Linked DNA regions of Drosophila melanogaster: region 2 is linked to region 1. The links are chromatin contacts, called in public Hi-C maps. All regions are on one chromosome and are shown on one strand. The core of a region is the stretch at or near the end of the contact, and the rest is flanking DNA. Distances in the headings are between cores, read along the strand shown. Region 1 holds the start of MED25 (Mediator complex subunit 25). Region 2 holds the start of Orp8 (Oxysterol-binding protein-related protein 8).

Region 1 (5,422 bases), core at 1,098-3,597:
TGCATGGGCATGCCGCCGGGACCGGGACCAGGTCCGCCGCCAGGACCTCCACCACCCATCTGCATATTGAGTTGGAACTGGTTGTAGTGTTGCTGCTGCGAGTTATCCTGTTGCATCTGTTGCTGCTGTTGTTGTTGTTGCTGTTGCTGCTGCAGCTCCATGGGCGACTTGCCTTGCTGCTGCATCATTTGCTGCTGTTGCTGCTGCTGTTGCATGTTGCCGTGCTGCTTTTGCTGTATGACTTTGCGCAGACGTTCCACAAACATTGCCTGATTATTGGGAATGAAGCCCAGAAAAGCGTTGCGATCGGGCGTGTAGAGTAGGATGAGAACCTTAAGGTCACAGGCTGGTGAGTTGGGGATGGAGGAGAAGTGGACGCAGCCAGCATAGCCGGAGGTCATCATCTTGGCCAGCGAATCGAGTGCCTCTCCTGGAGTGGGTCGAAAAACAACCATTTTCGAGTCCTTGAGAAACTGCCCACCAATATTGCCAACTAGGTGCTTGGGCATTAGCTGCATCAACAGCTTGGGCGGCCAGTTCTCAGCCTTGATCTCGGGCTCGCCATCTTTGATGTTGGTGCACACGGTACACTGGAGTGTATGGGGAATCTTCTGTTGATCGGACTTTGGCTTCTCTGACCACTCCAGCACTCCGGTCCATATCTTTTCCCTCAAGGAGGCCTGCTCCTGCTGCGAATTTCCCTGCTGTTGCTGCTGCGGATTGCCCTGCTGCTGCGGATTCGACTGTTGTCCTACTTGTTGTTGCTGCTGCTGCGGATTAGACATGTTGCCGGCATTGCTAGCCGGCATCATATTGTTTCCTGCATTGGGATTTACCTGCTGCTGTTGCTGTCCTTGCTGCTGCTGTTGCTGTTGCTGGGCCAGTTGCTGTTGCTGCTGCAACTGCTGGTGATTTAGCATCTGCTGCTGGCTCAGCATCTGCATCCTTTGTTGCTGCTGCTGTTGGGCCTGTTGTTGCTGCTGCTGCTGCTGCTGCGCCTGCTGCTGTTGCTGCTGCTGCAGCGAGGTCACAGTTTGGTTCGGCGGCGGCGCATTAATGCGCGATATCAGAGCAGAATTTGGATTCTGTTGCATGCCGCCGCCTTGGCCCACACCGCCCACATTGCCTGCTCCCTGCATGAAGGGCGGACGCGCCTGACCAGGCTGGTTGGGATACATCCAGCGGTTTTGGCCGGGTCCCACGTTTTGCTGGAAGTTCTGATTCTGCATTTGATTGGAAACGAATTGATTCTGCTGCTGCTGCTGCAATAGTTGCTGCTGCTGCTGTGGATTGAGTAAGCCCGCTGGGGGATTTGGACCGGGCTGCTGTTGCTGCATCGTGTTCATGTTCATGACCTGCTGCTGAGGATTGCCTTGTTGTTGCTGTTGCTGCTGCTGTTGTTGTTGCTGTTGCTGCTGCTGGGCTGGAGTGGTGTCCATGGGCATGCCCTGCCCTTGTTGTTGCTGACCAGCTTGATTTTGTTGCTGTTGTTGTTGCTGCTGCACTGTAGCCTGTGCCGCATTGGGTGCAGCCATTTGGGCCGCCATGCTGTTGGGACTAGGTGCTCTCTCCTTGAGGCTGTATCCCTTTAGAAGCACTAGGTGTCTTATGTTCTTGGCATAGTTTTTGCTCGTAATGGGCTGATCTCCGTCGGCCTTCATGAAAAGTTTGAACAACACCGGCATCTTGCGTGGCGCAATAATGGAGAGATTGATTTTGCGCTCGTTGAAGAGCGCCGCCAGCTGCTCACATGATTTGCCCGGATACTTCCACGACTCCGTTGTGGGCATCTGGTACGGCGGACTGTTGCAGATGAGAATGCAGTGCCTCTGGACGCTGGTCTGATCGAGCAACTGGCGCCTTTCGCTGATGTCATCAAAACAGCCGTGGGCCGCAGCAAATCCTTCGGCCATGTGGGCACAGGACTCCATTCCGCCTCCCACTAGTGGCAATCTTTCGATCGTCTCCATCACTTTTTGGGGCTGCAGAAAGGGACCATAGGTTGAACAAACTGGCTCCAGCAGATTGGCCGCTGTACGGTAGACCACAATACCGTACAGAGTGGCAAAGCGCTCCGCAATCAGGTATTCCCGCTCGTCGATGGAGCCAGTGGTGAAGTGCTCCAAAGTCGGCAGGATGTAGTTGGTCTTTAGTTCGTTGATGTAGGCTCCGTTGATGGCGCTGCCCTCGATGACGAAGACCACGTCGGCCAGGGGAATCTGGTCCACCTCCATTGGACGATGGGAGTTGGCTTTAAGTTGAAAAACTTGTTGCAAAAAATGTAAACTATGTTGTCTGCTTTACACCGCTCTTTTACTTTTTTCGTTTGTTTTGCATATCGCTCTGCTGCTATCGATAGTCAACTTATGGTTATCGCTCAGCGATTGCTAGGGCTGCAAAATAAATGAATATTCAAAAGTGCCCATAAAGTTGGATTTAAGAATATGCAGATTGCCTTGAAAACTTGTTTCTATTGAATTCTTTTTCTATTTTCACAAATAAAAAAACGTTTGGTGTTTATCTAATTAACTTAAAATTGAATATTGCATACAAAAGATAACTATAAATAAGATATTACGATGTTTTATGTTAGGTATCATAATTATAGTTGTTTTATGTATGTATTTTCAATGGAACTATAAAGTTAATTCTTTAAATATTCGTTACCAATAGTTTATATCGATGGTTGCAAGTGCTGCCAGACTCTCGCAGCGAGTTTCCGTTCGGCAGTCTGGCAGCGCGGTCAGCTGTTCCTATTGCCCAACTTGCGCAGTTCGTTTTGTTCAGTTCATTCGCCGATTTTGAAGAATGCGGACGTTGACGCTGGTACCGCGTCGTTTTGCCAAAATAATTCGTAAAAAATATACGCAAAACGCTTAGAAAGTGTCAATTAACTAAACATTAGCTATTGAGCAGTGCAAGTGCAGGAAAAACGATCGCAGAAATAGCCGAAAACACATGAAAGTGCGAATTGCGGGCTTTTTTGTGGCTGGCACAGAATGTGTGGCACAAAGCGGAAAGCGCGCTAATTGAGCGTGCGAGCGCCTGAAACGCAGAGAAATGTAAATAAATAAACGTGTGACGCCGCGACAATTGTGAAAAGTGCACAAACACGACGTTTGGCAAGTGAAAAGTGAGTGAAATCTAGATAAATTTCATTAAATTGCCCATTTCGCATCTGGCAAGAAGAACAGCTGTTGTTTGGCATCTCGCTCTGTCTGGTTGTCCTCTCTCTTATTTTGCCCTCTCTCTGTTTTTGTTGCTCCCCTTTGCTTCTGTTTTTTTTTACTGCAATGTTGCTAAATCGTTTGATTCTATTATTATAATTATACTCCTTGCCCTGACGTCACTGCCTCGAAAAACCTGATAATTTGGGTAGGCAATTAGCATGGTTTAAGTATAGTTTAGAGTACAGAGAAGTGAATTAAACGGCCATGTGTGCACAGCATGCATGCTTTTTTGTTATTGTTGCCTGGCAACATGTTTCGCCACATCTGCCTTTTTTTTCTTGTCTCTCTGTTAGTCCAATTTGCCAATAAGCAACTTTTCCATTTGTTTACAATAATTGTGATCGCTACAGAAGCACCGATCGTGAAGTAAAAAGCGCCTACATAAATATAAGGCACCAGTTATGCTTGGGCGTCACTCCGACTGCCGATCGCCAGTTATTTTAGTTGGGTGTTTGTACATTTAAATACCCTACCTAAATGCAACTTACTCGCATGTAGTCAATATCATTCAAACCCTAATATGTTACGCATTTTCCAATCGGGTTTATCACATATAAACAATATCGAAGCCAGATAAAGCGACTTGTGATAATAATCACCCATACAACAAAGGCTGTTCATTCATTATATTTACCATATTATTGATAACTATTTTTATAACTGAACTACAATATGTTCTTATAAATAAAGAATCACTAGATAATTTAAATATTAAATGAAATAAGTACAAACTATTTTTTAACTATAATAAGTTATTATTTGAGTAATTGCACGTATTATCATGTACGGATGTAGGTTTTTTGCTTTAAATAATAAACGTATTTAAACGTATTTTTAATTGATTAAGGGTATACTAAATGCATTGCTTTCGGCTCCGCCATTCACTTTCCACTATTGCGTCATTATTGGTTGATTTATGTATTTTATCGTTACGCTATACATTTGCAGATCGCATTCGCGCGTGGAAATTTAATTTAAGATTTCCCACACAAATAAAGATAAATTTGTTATTGCACAAACGTTTGTTATTCACGCCCGTCTTGAATACTTACTAATAGATTTGCAATTAAAATAGGGTCAGATTAAACGATAAATCAACTTCACCGCCTGCTTATCAGTTTTTGACCCTAACAAAAAAATAGAAAGTCCAATTAACTATGTATGTACGTTTTAATTGTGAACTTCTTATCAGTCTGCCATAGATTTAGGTTCTTAAAAACTATTTTTGATTTTCCCCTGAAGAGCTTTCAGCTACTAAGTAAGTGGCTAGATAAGGGCTAGACAATTTGACAGACCGCTTTATCGGCATGGTCAAGTGGTAACTAATCGGAAACGGTGTTGCTTTTGTAGTGCTCCCAAAACTAATAGGTTTCTAACCGTTTTTCACTCTTACTCCATTTGCAGGCACTGAAAGCCGAGAGACAAGGAAAACCCATTTCCGCGCCAAGTGCAATGGGCGAAGGTGTTCCCATTTTTCGAGTTCTTATCGGGCAGCGACTGAAGTATGATTGAGTTGGCCTCGCCTCCGATTCGCGTCTGGTTCTCGTTGCGCTAGGCCGATACGGATACCCGCTTGGACTCCACTCGGGTGGACCCTTGTTGGACCTTTAGTGCGATTTTCGAGGGAGGCCAGGGAATGGAACATGCCCGGGGATATGCATAAGAACGTATCTGTTCAAGTCGATAGTGATTTTGCCTTATTGCTGCCCAGTGGTGTTTATGAAATCAAGAAAATGGAACCGCGCTCCAAAATCCGAACAATCATTGTGTTTTGCCTCTTCCTGGCCATCGCCGGCATCATCGGATTTGGATACTTTTGTCAAGATCAGGTAAGTGCCAAATCCCCTCATTAATTCCCATTGCTTATAATTTATAATTTTCTGTTACTTGGCTCCAATGCAAATTAGCACACCAATTGGCGAAATGCTGAATTTATTCATTAATATTTGCCGTACATGTGTGCTTTTATTGGAATTACCATTCATACATTTTTGGATCGCACGAAACTTGTTTTGCTATGGCGCATTAATAAATTTATTATTTAAAATATTCGTATAAAAATATGCGTTGGAGTGTTTTTCCCTTCGGCGCTAAAGACAGCTTTTATAATATAGAACTCTTTCTCGATGTTTATCAATTTTTTGGGAGCTTTAATTAGACAAAACAAAATGTTTTGTTTACAGCCTTTCGGT
Region 2 (5,422 bases), core at 1,428-3,927, 300 kb before region 1:
TGTGGCTAAAGAAATGCTTTCTTATCCGATTATTGCGCTTTAGGGGAATGACTGTTACTTTCCCTTTCAATCCAAGAGAAGTGCCTATTAACTCAATTACTCGTATAATCCGCACAAAGAACTTAATTACCCTGTCAATTAAGACCCACTGCCGCCAGATGAGCACAGTTCGAGCGGATATATATGCATTAAAAAATCAGCTGTAAGCATACGAAGTAACACGGCAATCCGTGGCCTTTGCACAGGTGCAAATGGCTAGCGCCAGTTAACCAAACTGACTGTCACCGCAATAACCGCCCCGAAATATCCGGGGAAACCAGTAGCCTAGCAACCCAACGAGTTTAGACAGAAGAGCCACTCAGACAACTGGTATGCAAGTCAATTAACACCAAACAGCGACCGAATCTCACATGGATGACTGAATGGGCCCGCAGAGCGGAAGCGCGCTAAATGACGAACAAAAGCCGAGTGTTAAGCGATAACGTGGCCCCCGGGATGGATGGCTTGGAGCTACGAATGGATGAGGGATTCGGGTGCGGGGTACGGGTAGGGGTACGGGTAGGGGTACGGATTACGGATTAGCCGGCAATCGGCTGATGAATGAGCTGGAATTTTGAAATGTGAGCAGCAGCGAAATCAAAACAAGCAAAACACACAGCATACGGAAACAAAATTCTAAGCTACAATCGGAATCCATGGCTTGTACAAGTGCGGTCAAAACAATAGCTCATAGTTATGTGACATTTTCCTTTTTGATTATTAAGTTTCATTTTATGGGGTTATCTATTTGTACTTGGGTTAATGACTTTATGGATGGTTTGTATCATAACTGATTGATGATTGAGTTGATAAAAGTTTAGATAAGATAAGAAGGTCCTAAAGTCTGAACTCGACTGTATTAACTCGCCGCGGCTACAATTTTAACATATATTTTTCACTTTTCAAATATCTTGTGATCCAGGGAAACTTTAAAAATAAAAGATTGTAAGATTCTGGAAGAAATTCATATATTTTTTTTCTGCTTCAAAAATAAGAGCAATGTGTATTGTAGCTCACTATCTCAATTGCAAATCGAATAATTTTGCAAAGAATTGAGCACTTCAGATTAAGATTATCAAGAACTAGGTCTGAAATTTTCTTGGGGAAATTACGTTTGATTAGTCAGCGAAATAAACTTCTTTTGTGCTATTTTTTTGACCGCAATTGTGTGAGTGTGTGTTTTCATGTGCGAATCGTTTCGTTTGCATTAGCTTCGATTGCGATTGATCAATTCGAAAAGTGTGTATGAGTGACATTGAAAGAGAGTAATAGAGAGGAGAAGAAGCGGGGGGAAAAGAACACGACAACAGAGAGTGGGGCGGGTAAAAGGGGGTTCCACTCACCTGTCGACTGACGCAGTCCGGCGCTATTCGGCGGCGTGATGCTGATTCCGCTGACGCTGCTGGCGGCGCCCACACTCACGCCCAGCGATTGGTTGGATGCGCCCATGGACAGACCAGAGGGGGTCACAGCACCGGCTCCCGTTCCGCCACCCGCCGAAGGCAGGGGCGCCTGCAACTGCAGCAGGTGACCGCCGGTGGGCACGCTGCTTGACTGCGGTTGTTGATGCGGCGTTCCGGGCATCGAATGCGAGTGCGGTGTGGCGGGATGTGCCAGAGTATCCCCTCCCCCCGCCGCACCTTGCTGCTTGGCACTGTTTATGCGTATGGGGGTGCTGCTGGCCACCGCGGGCGCAGAGGCAGCAGGCCCGCTGGCGGCAGAGGGGGTGGCCGAAGGTGCATTATTGACAGGCGTGCTGGGCGTTGCGGGCTGCTGCATGATCACTCAGTTATTGCACTTAATTAGGTTTGGTTATTCTTCGCTTAATTGATTCCTTTATATGTTTTTTTTTTTGGTTTGCTATCAATCAGCAGGCATTGCTCCAATTGTCGTTCTCACAAACACGCAAGAACACGCTTACCCACACTCACACTGGCGCACAAAAGCACACACACGCACACAGGGCCGGACGCAGGGCCAATTATTGATTTTGTTTTAGCCGCTCCACCGTTTTAACCCACTCGTAGGTTCTTAATTTGTTTCGCACTAGAATTTTGGTTTCTTACAGTTGATTTTGCCTGGAATTATTAAATTATGATTGTATTTTAATGTTTCAATAGTCAAGTCTCCGATTAGAACTGTTTTCAGCAGCTCAGCTGGTCAGTTGTCCAATTGGAAAGACGGCCACGTAACACGCTCTTGGAATCTGCTCGTTTTTTCGATATTCTTGGTTCCAATTAGTGACAAAAAAAGCGCGATTCTGCTTAGAATTGTACTTATACTGATACCAACTCTAATATAATTCTAACACGCACACACACACACACTCGCACACTTGTTTTGTCACACACTTTTTCGATTTTCGTTTTTCTTTTCGCGGCTCTATCGCTCTCTCTATCGCTCCCAGGCGGTCCGCTGTCGCTGGCGATTCGCGTTCAACTGAAACTGAAGCTGCAGTCGTAGTCGCCCGTATTCCAAAAAGCTAAACTTGTTTCTTTTCGCTTTCGTATGAGCTCATCCAGCACTGCCGACGTCACCACCCCCCGCGTTCCATTTATTATTTTCATGACGCGGCCAAGAAAGACGCTGGAAGAGCGAAACAAGCTTTTCGTGTTTTTTCTATTCCTTTTGTTCCGTTTGTTTTTTGGGGAGGATTACATCAAGTTGGAGCTGCCACATAGCGCAAAAAAATGCCGGGACAGTCAGCTGGTAGCACCTGCGTGTATCGATAAATCGATAGTTCCTGTTTTAAAGCCCTGTCGACGGGACGTAACAAAATATTAGACGTCAGTGGCAGTAGATTTCGAGGATTTTAAAATGCTTTCCGTCAATTTCTTCAACATCATCCCAATGTGTCTGCGCGACTTTTGGTATGACTCGTCAAGCTCGCCGGCCTTTATAGTCTGCCAAAAGGCGTAAATTTTTAACATTTGAAATTGAGTTCGTCATGTTGTGAACGTAAATGCTAAACGGGGACGGTAAATTCAAATTCTGAGCAGACAAAACATAGTGTGCTTACCGATTGTTTTTGTTATTTATTATCGGTAAAGAGGCGCGGATTTCAAAATGACTTATATTTTGTGTCTAATTGGACACAATTGCTTATTTTTTGTGGAAGTGAGCCGATTTTTACGAAAAAATAAAGAATTTACTTCTCTCGTTTTTTTTTAGAAATGGAAAAGGTGACTGACACTGTTCGCTCTTTGCAGTGGACGAGCTTTCGTTAGGGTGAACCTATTTTTGAGAACTAAATGTACTTTCATTGAAAAATTCCCATCGCAAATTTTATATATAAAAAATAATATTATTTTATGCTTATTCTATTTGTGCTAAAGTTTGCTGAATCATCATTTAAACTCGTTCTATAAGCTGGATGAAATATATCAAATAAATAAATAAAACTCGTCGAATTTTAGATTTTACCACTACAGTTACTTTTAATCAAATATGTAATTTTACTTTTACATTTACATTTAAGTTTATTTAGTTAATTCTTTTTTCGCATTTTTCTGGAAGACTCGACTACCAGATGTCCTGTTCTCTCCTAGATCACCATCTTCCTATGTTAGTATACTAACATGGCTCCATTGATTTAATGATGTGACGTGGGTTTCATGCTGTAGTCTTGTTGAAAAATACAACGTGGGAGTTTTAAATCAATACCCGGTTCGACCATCTGATTCGAAACTCTAGATCTATTTTTAATCTGCTTGTATTACCTTAAATGGGGATTATAGCTGACCACAAAACTGTTACAATTATGGTTTGTATATAACATTTGGATTGAACCCATGCAATATCTTAACATTGCGCACCAGAATCTAGAAGATGTCATGGGAAATATGGATCGGTCGTTTTCGATAATTAATTTTAATGAATTAACAACTTTATTTCTGAAGCAATAAATGAATTACTCGTGTACGACCATAAATTAAAGTTAAAAATATTTGCAAAACTGCGATACTGCTATCATGGAAAGTTTATAGGAGTAGGTTAAAGCAGATGTTTTTGCTATCAACAAAAATTAAGGAATTTATTTTAAAAAGAAATCGCCGACCGATAAGCCGGCAACCCAAAACAAACAATCAATGTATTGTATTGCTCATTGCTCGAGATCGCTTAATCCAATAAACGAACTTCAGATTGCACGAGAATGATTAGGAACTCAACAGTATCTATTCGGGCCACTTACGATCTTTAGGGTTGACCGACGTTTTTATGAATATTTCATTATGCCACTCGAAGATGGTTATCCTACCGGGCCTATCTGGAGTGTTGATTCTGCAGATTTCGTGCGGTTGGAGGAACTGCAACAGTTATTATTTATACTGAGTGTTATCACACGTTCTTATCGCCATGAGAGCTACTGTAAAACTCTCGATCCCAATGGGTTTGATAAGTCGGACAGGAGCACATATAAAACCTAGTGCGTCCGTGCGGGTGGCATTGTGAAAGTGAAAGTCAAATATACACCATGAAGTACCTGCTCAGCATGACCTTGCTGCTGGCCATCGGGCTGCAGCAGATCGACGCCCACGGCATGATGCTGTCCCCGCCGAGCCGATCCTCCCGTTGGCGCTACGATGGATCCGCACCCCAGAACTGGAACGACAACGAACTCTTCTGCGGCGGTTTGTACGTAAGTGTCGGATCAATTGGATAATTGGATAACCACAAGGATCTACGATAATTGAAGATTAGTGTGGCACATGCATGGGATTCTTAATGGTGATGCTCTTCAGTGGGCTAAAGCAAATGGCAAAACTTTTAGCCAAGGCTTTATGTTAGAAACTAAAATTTGTTATTCTTAAACGATTCATTACCAAATTATTCGGGGCGCATTCTTAAAGTGGCATCTTCAATGGAAATCAAATATGGAATACCAACACTAAATTAGAAACCTATTCCAGTGTTGGTTAATCATGTTCTAGGGACATCAATAGTATTCTTTCTTATGGTATGCCATTATTTAATCTGATTTCAACGGTACGAAAAGATGTCGTATTCTTTATAAACGAGGACCTTCAAAACGTTTACCATCAAATATGTTTTCGTAAACCCGCAGACGCAGTCCAACAATGGAGGTCGCTGTGGTCTGTGCGGCGACAACTTCCTGGATGCCCAGCCCCGTGCCAACGAGATCGGAGGAAGCATCGGTGGAGCTGGTGTGGTGACCAGGAGCTACGTGGCTGGCAATACCATCACCGTGGGCGTGAAGATCACCACCAATCACTTGGGTTACTTCGAGTTCCACCTGTGCAACCTGGACGCCTTCGGTGCCGAGTCGGAGGAGTGCTTCGATCAGAACCGCCTGCGATTCATCGATGGAAGCGATAGAAAGGATATCGGCGATCAGATGGGCGAATTCGATGTGACAGTCGTC

What was found. Hi-C and Micro-C count contacts between places; a contact is called where the count stands out from the background.
Region 2: a contact with region 1 is called in a Hi-C map of the OSC cell line, with 2.2 times the contacts expected there. The contact joins the promoter of Orp8 here to the promoter of MED25 in region 1. A contact is called at or near these places in 9 of 107 Hi-C or Micro-C datasets (the D17-c3 cell line, the Kc167 cell line, the OSC cell line and 4 more) and 1 of 6 datasets of contacts at active chromatin or transcription factors (the Kc167 cell line).

Annotation. Positions count from the first base shown.
Region 1 is chr3R:20,005,872-20,011,293 of dm6, reverse strand. It overlaps MED25 (Mediator complex subunit 25), which reads right to left and starts at 2,347. Exons shown (of 1, transcript NM_142597.4): 1 at 1-2,347. The coding sequence starts at 2,234. Hs6st (Heparan sulfate 6-O-sulfotransferase) reads left to right here and starts at 2,782. Exons shown (of 6, transcript NM_001275821.1): 1 at 2,782-3,133; 2 at 4,635-5,059. The coding sequence starts at 4,874.
Region 2 is chr3R:20,306,599-20,312,020 of dm6, reverse strand. It overlaps Orp8 (Oxysterol-binding protein-related protein 8), which reads right to left and starts at 2,677. Exons shown (of 10, transcript NM_001202323.2): 1 at 2,391-2,677; 2 at 1,383-2,117. The coding sequence starts at 1,818. CG4362 reads left to right here and starts at 4,484. Exons shown (of 3, transcript NM_142619.3): 1 at 4,484-4,678; 2 at 5,105-5,422. The coding sequence starts at 4,514.